Regions from separate parts of the Ovis aries genome. Here region 2 is linked to region 1. The links are chromatin contacts, called in public Hi-C maps. All regions are on one chromosome and are shown on one strand. Each heading gives the region's core, a stretch centred on a gene start, on an enhancer-like site or on the middle of the called end of the contact. The rest is flanking DNA. Distances are from core to core; before and after follow the strand shown. Region 1 overlaps PRKD2 (protein kinase D2). Region 2 holds the start of STRN4 (striatin 4).

Region 1 (6,002 bases), core at 3,355-5,854:
ACCTGGGTCTCTGGCACCCTGCCCGGCTCGGCTCGAGCTGGGTTTGGGAGGGTACTGGCAGGAAGCAAGGGGCTGCGGGGTCTCTTGAGTTTCCGGGGGAAACAGACCGCCCTGCCCTGGGAAGGTTCCAGACCGCTGCTCTGAGCTTTTCCGTCACCACGTCCCTCTCCCGCCCCCTCAGTTCCCCGAATGTGGCTTCTACGGCCTTTACGACAAGATCCTGCTCTTCAAACATGACCCCACGTCGGCCAACCTCCTGCAGTTGGTGCGCTCTGTCGGAGACATCCAGGAGGGCGACCTGGTGGAGGTGGTATTGTCGGGTGAGAGGCCGAGGCCCGCCTAGGGGCGGAGCCTCGAGCGGGGGGGGGGGGGGGCGGCGGGACATCGGTAGAAGGCGGGGCGGGGTAGGCCCAGAAACTCAATTCTTCAGTTCTAAGCACTGGCAGCAAATCAGTAGCCCCGCGGGAGCTCTTAAAAACTCCCGCTTCGCGGAATGGGTAGATGTGGTCCCTGCACACTGTGGAATTCGCCCCGCACTGAACGTAAATGAGCCAGAGCAACCCGGATGGATCTCACACACCTTGCTTAAGGGACAAAAGCTAAGCTAGGCATTGAATCATGCCATTTACGAAGCACAAAGACATTTACGCTATTTTGGCAGAAGCCAGGAGAGTGGGTGCCTCTGAGGAAGCTGCGGTGGGCGAGGGGGTGGGGGGCGGGTCACAGTGGTTGAAACTTCCATTTATCCATCAGGACGCTGGTGACACGGCGTAAACAGTTTGACGGTTCATGGAGCTATGTGTTTCTGATTTGACCCTTTCTAGACCTACGCGTCACCTTGATATAAAGTTCAAAATGTTTTGCTGTCTGTGTCTCCTCTCGATGACATGCTTAATTCAGTCAGATTCTGCAGCAGGAGATGAAACCCCGGGCACCTGGATTTTCAGCCAGAATCTAGCCCACCCACTGGCCATTCCCATTTGATAGATGCGCAAGCTCTCAGCACTTAGAGGAATCTTTAGCCCTTGGTTCTTTCAGAAAGGCTGAGGTGGATGGGAAGCACCTTCCTTACTCAGGCTGTGTGTCCCCCCCTGCCCCCACCTCCACCCCCCGCCCTGAGTGCTGCAATGCTCAGTAAAATTTGCTGGATGGATGGATGACAATTAGAAGTTTGGATTTACCTCCCTCCTGGAGTCTCACAACCCTTGGATGTTTATCTGCATCCTGGTCTCCCCCCAGACCCTAGTCTTGTTCATGTAGCTGTCTTCTTGATGCTTTCACCGGGTGCCTCCAGGCATCTCAGATATAGCCTGTCCAAGACAGAAATCTTGATTTTGCCTTCTTTTTTTTGTTGCACCGCTGGGCATATGGGATCTTAGTTCCCCCACCAAGGATTGGACCCATGCCTTCTGCAGTGGAAGCGCAGTGTCTCAACCACTGGACCACCAGGGAAGTCCCCTGCCCTTCTAACCCTTCCTTTCCCACAATCTTCTCCAGCTTGGTGAAGGATATCACCATTCACACAGGTGCTCATGCCCCAAACCTTGGGTCATCCCTGACTCTTCTTTTTCTCGTACCCCTTTACTTGGTCCATCATCAGACCTACTGATTTCACCCTTAATTTACATCCTGAAGCTATTTCTTATTCTCTCCATGGATCCAAGCCGCCATCACTTCCTGCCTAGATTATTGCAGTAACACCTAAGTCAACTCATGACATTCCACTGTTGAGAATCCTCCCATGGCCCCCCAGTACCCTTGGAAGAAAAAAATGCAAACTCCTCCTCAATGTGGTCTCAAGGCTGTGCATGACCCGGCCCGTGGCAATTCCGTGAATTCATCTCTTAACACTGTCCTTCTTTCTTTCTTCCAACCATCTTGTCTGCCTTCTGTCCCTTGAAGAAGCCAAGCTCCCTCCCACCTCAGGGCCTTTGCCCTTGCTGTTTTGTTTTTGGTTTTGGCTTTTGGTGTTTTGTTTTTTTTTTAACATTTCTTTACTTATTTTGCTGCGCCAGGTCTTTTTTTTGGCTTGTGGGATCTAGTTCCCTGGACTAGATCAAACCTGGGCCTCCTGCATTGGGAATGCAGAATCTTAGCCACTGAATCACCAGGAAGTCCCTATTCTTTGTGTGTGTGTGTGTGTGTGTGTTTCTTGTCTCTTTCCTAAAAGAATGCTCTCTGAGAGTGGGGCAAAAAATCTCCCTTGTTCAGAGCTTTATCCTGAGTGTGTAAACAGTGCTTGGCACATAGAACCCAGTCCCCTTTCAGTTGCATAATATAAGAAAGGTAACTTAATGATAGACAAAAATTGGGGTGGGGGTAGGGAGCCCAACAAGATTTAGTCCAAAAACAAAACTTTAAAAACAATAGCTAACATATTATTGAGCATTTTCTCTGTGTCAGGCACTGTTTTAACAGGTTTCCAGGACTTCCCTGGCAGTCCAGTTGTTAGGTCTCCAAGCTCACTGCCAAGGGCCCAGGTTTAATCCCTGGTCTGGGAAGTAAAATCCCACCAGCAATGTGGTAAGGCGCAAAACAAAACAAAACAAAAAAATAAAGCTTTCCATATATTCATTTAACTCATAAAAAAGAACTGTAAGCAGATAGTATTAAGATACTGGGCACAGAGACATCCCTGGTAGTCCAGTGGCTAAGACTCTGTGCTCGCAATGCAGGAGGCCCGGGTTCGATCTCTGGTTGAGGAACTAGATCCCACATCCCACAGCTAAGATCCAGTGCAGCCAAATAAATACTTAAAAGAAAGAAAAAAGATACTGAGCCTGTTCTGTGCTAGATTCCTTCGTGGCCCAGACTCTGACCTTTTTCAGGCCTATATCCTCATGTCATCTCCTCAAGAAAGCCTTCCCTGACTACCTATTTTATTTTGGCCGTGCAGCACAGCTTTCGAGGATCTCAGTTCCCCAGCCAGGGACTGATCCCCAGCCCCAGGCAGTGAAAGCACCAAGTCCTAACCACTGGACCGCCAGGGACTTCCCCTGACCACCTATTTAAAATGGTACCTCTTGCATCTTCCCTATCTAACCTCTTTGCTTAATTTTTCTCCCAAGCATTTACTGACTTCTCACTTAGTGTATATTTTATTGCTTAAAAATTTCAGAAGCAGTATGTATAGTGGCTCAGGAAGATCCCCTGGAGAAGGGAATGGCAACCCACTCTAGTATTCTTGCCTGGAGAATCCCACAGACAGAGGATCCTGGCGGGCTATGGTCCATGGGCTCGCAAAGAGTTAGACGCAACTAGCAACTGACACTCTAAAGTACAGGGTTAAAAGCATGAACTCTAGAGCCACCCTGGCCTGGATCTGAATCTGAGTTCTGCACCTTGCTAACTGACCTTGGGCAGATTGCTTCACCTATCTGCGCTGTAGTCTTTTCATCTAGAAAATAGGGATAATCATGTACCTCAGTGGGCTCTTGATAAGGGTAAATTTGTTAATATTATAAAGTACTCAGCACAGTGTGGCTCGGTGGCTCAGTGGTAGAGAACCCACCTGCCAACGCAGGAGACACAGGTGTGATCCCTGGACCAGAAAGATCCCCTGGAGAAGGAAATGGCAGCCCACCCTAGTATTCTTGCCTGGGAAATCCCATGGCGGGCTACAGACTCCACAAAAGACTCTAACACAACTTAACAGCTAAACAGCGACAGCAACTCAGCATAGCGCCTGGCACAGAGTAACTGCTAGATTGAGAGACTGTTAAATGAGAGTATTTCTCTTCCTCATTTTGTTTGTCAGTCTCCCTTACTAGAGGCCAGGCAGAGGTTTTGTCTGTGTTGTTCTCTGTAGTGTCCCCAGCCCCTGGAACAATATCCAGTAATTAATTTGTTGAATTTCCATTTTACGGATGGGAAAAGTGAGAAACATAGGTATTTTTCTTTTGTTTTGTCTTTCTCTTTCTCTCTCTTTTTTTTACACTTCCCAGATCAAGTAGATCAGAAACTCTGAGGGTGGGACCCAAGCATTTGTATTTTCTTTTAGTTAAACATTTTAAAATTGTGATGAAATATACATAAGATAAAACTGCCATCTTAACCATTTTAAAAGTCCAGTGTTTAGCAGTGTTCATCGCACTCACATTGTTATGCAATCAACCTCCAAAACTGCTTTCAGATTGCAAAACTGGAACTCTGTACCCATGAAACAACTCCCCATTCCCCCTCCCCTCAGCTCCTGGCATAGGTACATAGGTGTTCTGGCCAGTGGTGGAGCTGGGATTTGAACCCAGGTCGAATGTAGGATGCGAGTAAATGATTGAAAGAGAGATCAAACCTTGCAGCCGGGAGGACTGTTGAGAAACCTGGGAACGCGGAGGCTGAAATGGCCACCGCTGGTCGCGGCTCAACCATGCGCCCCTCCCTGCTGCCTGCAGCTTCGGCCACTTTTGAGGACTTCCAGATCCGCCCGCATGCCCTCACCGTGCATTCGTACCGAGCGCCTGCCTTCTGCGACCATTGCGGAGAAATGCTCTTCGGCCTAGTTCGCCAGGGCCTCAAGTGTGATGGTGAGAGACCGAGGGGCTGGAGGCGGGGCCAAGAGGAAGGGCGTGGGCGCGAGGGCGGGGCCGAGGTGGAGCTCAGGACCTGGAGGCGGGGCCTAAGAGGGGGAGCTCGGAAGGCGAGGTGAGCGCCCAGAGGCAGGGCTTGGGAGAGGAACTGGAGGTGGGGCAGGAGGCGGGGCCTGGGTTGGGGGCGGGATCTGGGTGGGACTCGGTTTGGGGGTGGAGGGTGGGGACTGGGAGGTGGAGCTCCGAGGGAGACGTAAGAGAGAGGAGTTGGGGTAGAAAAGGGGTGATGGAGAAGAGAGCGGAACCCGTACCAGTCAGGCACCAACGGGAGAAACAGAACCTGTGGGGAGCACATATTAAGGGATTTGGGCGGAAGGAATTGGCTTCCAGGATTGTGGCCGCTGGCAACTCTGAAATCCACGGGGTGGGTCGTCAGGAAGGGCAAGCTGGAGCCCTGGCAAGAGCTGAAACGTCTTTCCACCTGGGAAATCTCAGGTTGCTCTTTAAACCTTTCAACTGACTGAAACAGGCCCACCCAGATTAACTAGGATGATTTCCCTCCCTTAAAGTCAGCTGATTGTGGACTTGAATCACATCGCCAAATACTTGCATGAATGCTAAGTCGCTTCAGTCATGTCCGACTCTGCAACCCCATGGACCGTAGCCCGCCAGGCTCCTCTATCCATGGGATTCTCCAGGCAAGAATACTGAAGTGGGTTGCCATGCCCTCCTCCAAGGGATCTTCCTGACTCAGGAATCAAACCCATGTCTCCTGCGGCTCCTGCATTGCAGGCAGATTGTTTACCACTAAGCCACCAGGGAAGCCCAGGCTACAGTCTATGGGGTTGCAAAGAGTTGCACATGACTGAAGCTACTGAGCAGCAATGGCAGCCCTAAATATGCTTGTGGAGGACTTCCCTGGTGGGCCAGTGGTTAAGACTCCACTCTTCCACTGCAGGGGACACAGATTCGACCCCTGGTTGGGGAAATAAGATCCTGCATGCCGCATGGCCAAAAAACAACAACAAAAAGCAAAGCATAATTAAATACACTTGTGGCATTATTTAAGGGCTCTAGAGATAATAGCTGTATTAGGCCCACAAAAGCCAATTTAGTGCATTCAAAGCTGCTATCAATATTGCCATCGTCCACACATCGTATCCGACTCTTGATGTCTTGGTTTGCATAACCTTCATCACGGTGTGTTCCTGGTGTCATTAAGTTCTAATGGCCATTCTCCAAGTGGACTTCATTGGCCTGGCATCACAGATGATGGTCCAAGTACACATGGTTCCAAAAGAGGCCCAAATGTCTGTCCTTAATGCTAGTGACAACCTTCCTACAGGAGATTGACTCCACTTCGGTATTCGTGCTAGGAGTCAAAGATGAGTTTCTGAAATTCTGTGAAGCATGTGAGTGATTAAAGACAAATTGAGACATGGTTCCTGTGTGCGATTTGCCATCCTGGAACTCCTA
Region 2 (6,471 bases), core at 1,245-3,744, 35 kb before region 1:
TGCCCCCCACCCTGCCCCGCCAGCCATCAGATCTTGGCCCCTTCCTTTGGCAACCCTACTTACAGCGCCTCACCCTAGCACCCCCATACTTCCTATGTCTTTCTTCCTCTCCCAGTTGTTCTTATGTAGATGTGACTTATCTTGTGTCTTGCTTTGTCTATTCTGTTTCATGTTGTATACCTGGAACATGGCTCAGTACCCTGCCCACTCCAGGTGCTCAATAAATTTGCGTGGAAAGAATGACTGATTCCTCTTATTCAAATGGGGAACATGAGCCCCATAGAGAGGAAGGCCAGAGGGAGCAGAATCCAGGTCTCCATCCCCTGGCCCTGACTCTCACTAGGCACTGTCTGGCTGACTCTGGGCCAGGAGGCACCCAATAGAACACAGGACAGGAGCTGGTTTCTCAGAGACCAGTGGTGTGAGAGCCAAATGAGGAGGCGATGGGACCGTGAAGAAAGAAGACTCATCTTGTTCCATGACAAGGTCAGTCTTGGCTTCCCCAACTGTAAGGACTCAAAAACACTGGGGCCAAGGGGATGAAACGAGGCTTCTGAAAGATCATAACAGGATCATAATAATATCAAAAATTCTAGCCACTCATGATGTGCCAGACTGTATTCTAAGCATTTTACCAGTATCAACTTATTTAATCTTCACATTTGATCACATTAAAAGATGAGGAAACTGAGGCACAGAAAAGTGAGGTCACTTGCTCCAGGTCACACAGCGGGGAAGTGGCAAACCCAGGATTGGATTGGGAAGCTGGGTTCAGAGTTGTGATTTTAGCCAATAAACTTAGCTGTCTCTTTTGGGTCCACAAAGATAGTCCAATTCAGCCCATCTTCAGTGAGACAACCCTCTTTTCCCAGTCCTCACCTAACAGGTGCTTTCAAAGCTGAATATGGCCCGTTAATTAATTAACTCGTCACTCAACAAACAGGTATTTATTGAGTGTCCTCTGTGTTCTGGAGACCCTGGATGAACCAGACAGTGGTTGGGCACATCCTTCCAGAGGTTGCAAGACAGACAAAATCCCTGCAAACAACTTACAGATAGAGCAGGAAAACAAAAGGGGGCTGTGAGAGAGAAAAAGTGGTCAGGTGAGGAGAGGACTGTTAAGCTGAGACTGTCCTACCATTGCCCACGAAACAGTGTAAGGGGATCTATGCTCACTTCAGGCCAGGCTTCACCTGGCTGCAGCTCTAGAATGGTAATGTAATGGATAAAGAAAACATCTGACATGTGGAGAAACCTTTGGGGACAAGGGCAGTTTTCCCGTGATTGCTGGTAACACTGAGAGATTTCTTACCTTTTAGGTTGCAGGATAAGGGAGCTTCAGGGGAGCAGTTCCAGCCCAGCTCAGCTGCATCGCTGAGGAAGGAGAAACCAGGAGACCCTCAATCAGTCAATTTCACACAATAGAACACAATTTCATCTCACCTACAAAAGTGAGATGGGAAGGATGTCATAGCAATGTATAACCACCTCTTCTTTCATAAATGTGTCCAGAAAGGTAAGACTAGAAGTGACAGAAGGTATTACCATGACAACCCCTTCCCTAGATCCACTCCATCCTGAGAGACAATCTTAAAATGTCCTTTACCTTGGTGGGTCTTAGGGTCACTGGAAGGGGGACTGCCCCCATTACCATAGTAACCAGGACTTGGCTTTGCTTGTTTCTCACCTCTCTGGGGATGGTCCAGGCCTTGTAACCATAGCAACTACTTCTCAGCAGAGCATCTCCTCTAAATAAAAACACCTGGTTGGTTTGGTCCACAGACCTCCCACGATGGGAAAGGGGAGATGGTTACCATGGTAATGCCAACTGTGTGGCTGGGGGGAGGGGCTGGGAAAGAGCTGCTTCCCTTAGCACTGTCCTTGGGGCTGGGGTCCTTTCTCCCTGAGGGCTGGGTGAGGTTGCCATAGTAACCGATGTGGGTAGGGGCATAAGGACCACCAGAGACTTGGGTTACCTTAGCAACCTCTTCCTGGTGCAGGGCCAGGAGAGAGTTGGAGCTCCATAACCACAAAGGTGGAAGGGAGAGGAGGCTAAGGGTGTTCCAGATTGGGAGGAGTTACCATGACAACCGACCTGGGCCAGAAATCAGGATGGGGCCATTGCTGAAACCACCCCTGGTGGTCGTTCTTTCCCTCAAAGAGTGACAGTGATTGTGGAGGAGAGTGCTATTTGGGTCTGGAGAGGGCTAGAGTCTTTCTTTGGGATGAAACGGGAGGAGGGGGGTAGAAAGCGGTCCCCCCCCCCAAGTACCGCGTTTCCCATGGGCGACCCTCGCGCGGAGCCTGGGTCGCGTTTGCCCTCCTCCGGGCGCGCGCCCCCTTTCCGCCCCGCGCCCCCTCCCACGCGCGCGCCTTCGGGGTCGACCCGGGTGGGCGAGGCGCGCGCCCGACTTCGTTCCCGTCACCCGCCCCCCCGGCCCCCGCCGAGCGCGCGCGCGAGGGCTGGCGCGGCCGCGCAGGCGCGCGAGGCACAGCGGGCGCGCGGGCCGGCCCCGGGGCCTCCATGATGGAGGAGCGAGCGGCCGCCGCCGTCGCCGCCGCCGCCTCCTCCTGCCGCCCGCTGGGCTCCGGCGCGGGCCCCGGCCCGACGGGGGCGGCCCTGGTCTCCGCCCCCGCCCCGGGGCCCGGCCCGGCTGCCAAGGGAGGCGGCGGCGGCGGAGGCAGCCCGGGTCCCGCAGCGGGACCGGAGCCCCTGAGCCTGCCCGGGATCCTACACTTTATCCAGCACGAGTGGGCGCGCTTCGAAGCGGAGAAGGCCCGCTGGGAGGCCGAGCGCGCCGAGCTGCAGGTGAGCACCGCCCCGGGACCCCCGGCCCCCGCCCGCCCGGCCCGGCCCAGCCTCACCCGCCGCCGCCGCCGCCGCCATCTTGGAGCAATGGCCGCCGGGACGGCCGGGGGGGCGGGCGGGGACGGCGACCGGCCGGGAGCCGGAGTGAGGGGCCGGCCGAGGGGCGGCCGGCGGCGGGAGGGCGGCCCGCGCGGTCGCCGGGAGGAGGCGGCGCGGGGCCCCCGGGCCTGCTGGAAGTGGGAGCGAGCCGGCCGGCGGAAAGGTTCCTGGGAGAGGGGCCGCGGAGCCCCGAGGCGCCCCGGGAGAGCTCCGCGAAGCGTTGGGAGGGGATGAGGGGTCTTGTGTACGAGTGAGCCGGCAGCTCCCAGGGTGCCGCACGAGGGACTCCCCATTCCGCCCCCGACCAGGTGCGCGCCGGAGGCGGAGCCCGATGGACCCCGGGCGGGGGAGAGGGGGCGTCGGGGGTGACTGCGATCAGCCGGGGGCGAGAGCGGGGCGGGGAGCCCGCGTGAGTCGAGAGAGGAAGTCAGGGAGCCCGGGACGCGTGTGTGTTTCGGAGCGTTTGGACTGGAGGGACTGAATGACGGTGGTGTTGAGGACTCCAAGGATGCGGAGCAAGGTCTCCGGGCGCGAGGTGGGGGGCGTGAAGGTGTGTGTCCTCTCCTCTGAGGAGGAAACTTTGGGGAGCCCTGGCAGGCCTGGCTTCCGCGTGCAGGGGAGGGGTCCCAGGGTTGGAAGCACGGATGGAGCCAGGACGTGAGCCAGGAGCCTGTGTTGGAAGAGAACGGAGAGCCGAAACTCTTTGGGGATGTGGGGGCCCCCGCCGTGAGATGGGAGGTGAGGTGTGTGGGATGTCAGATGGAGAACCCCCGAACTGGAGTATGGGAGGGTCAAACTTGGCCAGCTGTGGAGAGGGGCGGTAGGATGGAGACAGTGAAGAGGAATCGGGGAACCTGGGGCATGGCAAGGGGAGCCTTTTTGGAGAGCAGGAAGACAGCCAGAGGAAACATTTCAGAAGGATCCTGGGGTGGGAGGTGTTTGTGGAAGTTTCTGGGAAAAGATCCTATGGTTTGTGGAGTAGATTCAGGGAGGAAGGTGTCCTGAGATGTTTGGAAGAGGCTGAGGAGCTGGGCTGGGTTTTGTGACCTTGAGAACTGTGGGTCGATTAGCAGAGTGTCCTGAGGAGCCTGGGTATCCCAGTGGCGAGGATTTGGAGGGTTGGGGCATTGTTAGCAAAGTCAGTATCTCCTTCTAGCATCTGGTCTTTCCTCTTTTCAGTTGCTGTTTCGTATCTGGTTGAGGTGGGGACCCAAGTAAATAACCAGATTAGAATTTTCTCCCTAGGATGATTAAAGAGAGCATCCCACACTTCTCCCACCCTGAAAGGGATCTTCACTGTGTGGTGGCTGAGGCTTGGGGTTAGAGTGGGAGAGAAAGCCTTACCTAAGTACCCCTTGCTATGATATCCCATCTGTACGTCTTATTAGATCTTCTCAATACCCCCATTGTGAAGACAGGGCCAAGGACGTTGCCCTTATTTAGCAATTATAATAGCAGCTGCTGTTTATTGAGTTTGTATTATGGGTGAGACACTGTGTTAGACACAGCAGATACATGGTATCACTTAGTCCTTGCAACATTCTGGGAGGGTGAGGGATGTTATTCCCCTTCCCTTCCTTTTCAAAAATAAAAGAGGAAGTGGAGACTTTGAGAAGGTCAGTCGTATATCAAGGATCATAGCCTGTGGGTGGCAGGGGTGGTCTGTGGACTTTCAAGCCCATACCTGTCTGACGCCCAGGACAGATGACAGGCTTGTTTCAGGGAAGCTCAGTGACCTTCCCAGGGTCATCCAGGCGGCCATAGGAGACGAGGGTACCCTGCAGCACCCACCACGCCGCTGCCTCACCTTTGAGACCAGCAAGAGGAACGATGCGTCCAGGCTCCAGCGTCGTTTACTTTGTACCCCTTTGTTGTTATCGTTCTGTTACATTAGTAAATTTCAAGGATCTCAGAAGTGCCTGTGTGTGTAGATGTACACACACCAAGTGAGTGAGAAGGGAAAGAGCCACTCCCCGAAACCCTATTATTGCTATAAAAGTAATTCAGCTCTGTGTGTGTAATATATGAAATCCTATTCAGTTCAGTTCAGTCGCTCAGTCGTGTCTGACTCTTTGTGACCCCATGGACTGCAGCACGCCAGGCTTCCCTGCCCATCACCAGCTCCCGGAGTTTACTCAGACTCATGTCCCTCAAGTCGGTGATGCCATCCAGCCATCTCGTCCTCTGTCGTTGTCCCCTTCTCCTCCCGCCTTTTACATGCTATTACATGCATCATTTTGTGACTTATTTTCACCTACTTATATATCTTTGCGTTTTTTTCATATGAGCACACAGAGCGCTTATTATTTTTGGGAACTGCACCCCGCCGGTGTCTGCACCACAGCTCATTTAGTTTGTGTCCCCTTAATGGATTTTTTGGTAGTTTCCACTTTTTGCCCATTGGAAGTGGCCGCAGGGACTGTCCTCGTATTCCCTCCTGAGTGAGTGTACAGCAGAATAAACAGGTGGGGTGGTAGAACAGACGTGTTTATAAACTGGTGATTGGTTCTGCCAAGTTGTCCCACATGTACACTCCCCGCAGCAGCACCTCTTTTTATACACTTTTACTTGAGCACTTATCACTTAGAGAGGTGTGACTTCTCCCGCGAGAACCTTCAAGGCCGGGACTGCGTCAGATTTTCCCCATAAACCCCGAATACCTCTTCTCCAAATAGCTTCTTTGTGCAGCTGCTCCTGGCACCAGACAGTCAGTGTGGGGGAATGGCAGAAAAGACAACTTCTTGGGAGGTCCTGCCAGGAGGCGCCTGGAAGATGGGAGCAGGAAGCTGGCATCATGGGGGATTCAGAGAAGGTGGTGGTGAGGTTTCTGCCCTTCAGAAACTTCCAGGCTAACGGAGAAGGCTGGTTTGCGCAGGAGGTTACAGAGGTTCACACGCAGTTGAGGTTTCAGTGGTGTGGCTGTGGCACTTCTGCAAAGGGCAGTGAGCTTTTTTGAGGACAAGAGGAACCTTGAGGGGTGGGGGTGGGGTCTGACTGGACATTCAGGGATGAGCAGAGGCAGCGAGTACACTGCTGCAGGTGGAGAAGATGGGGAGCTGGTCCCTGCCCCCTGCGCCCCCCCCCCCCACCCCCGCCAGCCTCACAAGGAGCTTGGAGGGATCCACAGGGACTCAACCCTGCCAGAGCCTGGGGAGGAGGGAGTGGAGTGCAGGAGACACAGGGCCAGATGGTACTGAAGGGACCGGGAGGGGTGGGACAGAAAGCTTGGGATGGGGAGAGTCAGCAAGGGCTCGCGGGAGGACTGAGATAGCCAGGTTCCTCCTGTGCCGCCTGGATGGGGAGGGAACAGCCGGAGGAGAGGCGGCCGCCCTGTCTCAGTGGCAGTGGGTGGAGGTGCTGGTTGGGTAGAGAACTTCCAGATCCCAGCCTTGCCTGCTGGCCCACCGCGGCCCGGCAGGTCAGGGAGCCACAGCCATGTGGCTGTGACCTCAGGTGTGCGCAGGGTGGGAGGGCCAGGCCCCCAGCGCTTCCCCTCTCTGTGGCATTCCACCAGCTCAGGACCCTTCACCCACGTGTTTCTGGTTCTCCTTCTCCTTTCTTTG

Evidence for each region. A called contact is a pair of places that touch in the nucleus more often than the background predicts.
Region 2: a Hi-C map of liver shows a contact between it and region 1, with 5 times the contacts expected there. The contact joins the promoter of STRN4 here to the enhancer-like site in region 1. A contact is called at or near these places in 9 of 16 Hi-C or Micro-C datasets (blood, hypothalamus, liver and 5 more).

The regions. Positions count from the first base shown.
Region 1 is chr14:53,588,138-53,594,139 of ARS-UI_Ramb_v3.0, reverse strand. It overlaps PRKD2 (protein kinase D2), which reads left to right. Exons shown (of 19, transcript XM_042232217.2): 3 at 182-320; 4 at 4,392-4,523. Among named protein-coding and RNA genes, the nearest start is that of PRKD2, 6.0 kb to the left of the region's middle. Within about 2 kb of position 4,604, at least 5 of the 54 cell types and tissues checked have an H3K27ac peak or open chromatin away from gene starts, as enhancers often do. A contact at or near this core is called in liver, where this site is marked.
Region 2 is chr14:53,620,460-53,626,930 of ARS-UI_Ramb_v3.0, reverse strand. It overlaps STRN4 (striatin 4), which reads left to right and starts at 2,494. Exons shown (of 18, transcript XM_027978522.3): 1 at 2,494-2,809. The coding sequence starts at 2,525. It overlaps FKRP (fukutin related protein), which reads right to left and starts at 2,910. Exons shown (of 3, transcript XM_042232219.1): 1 at 2,866-2,910; 2 at 1,313-1,443.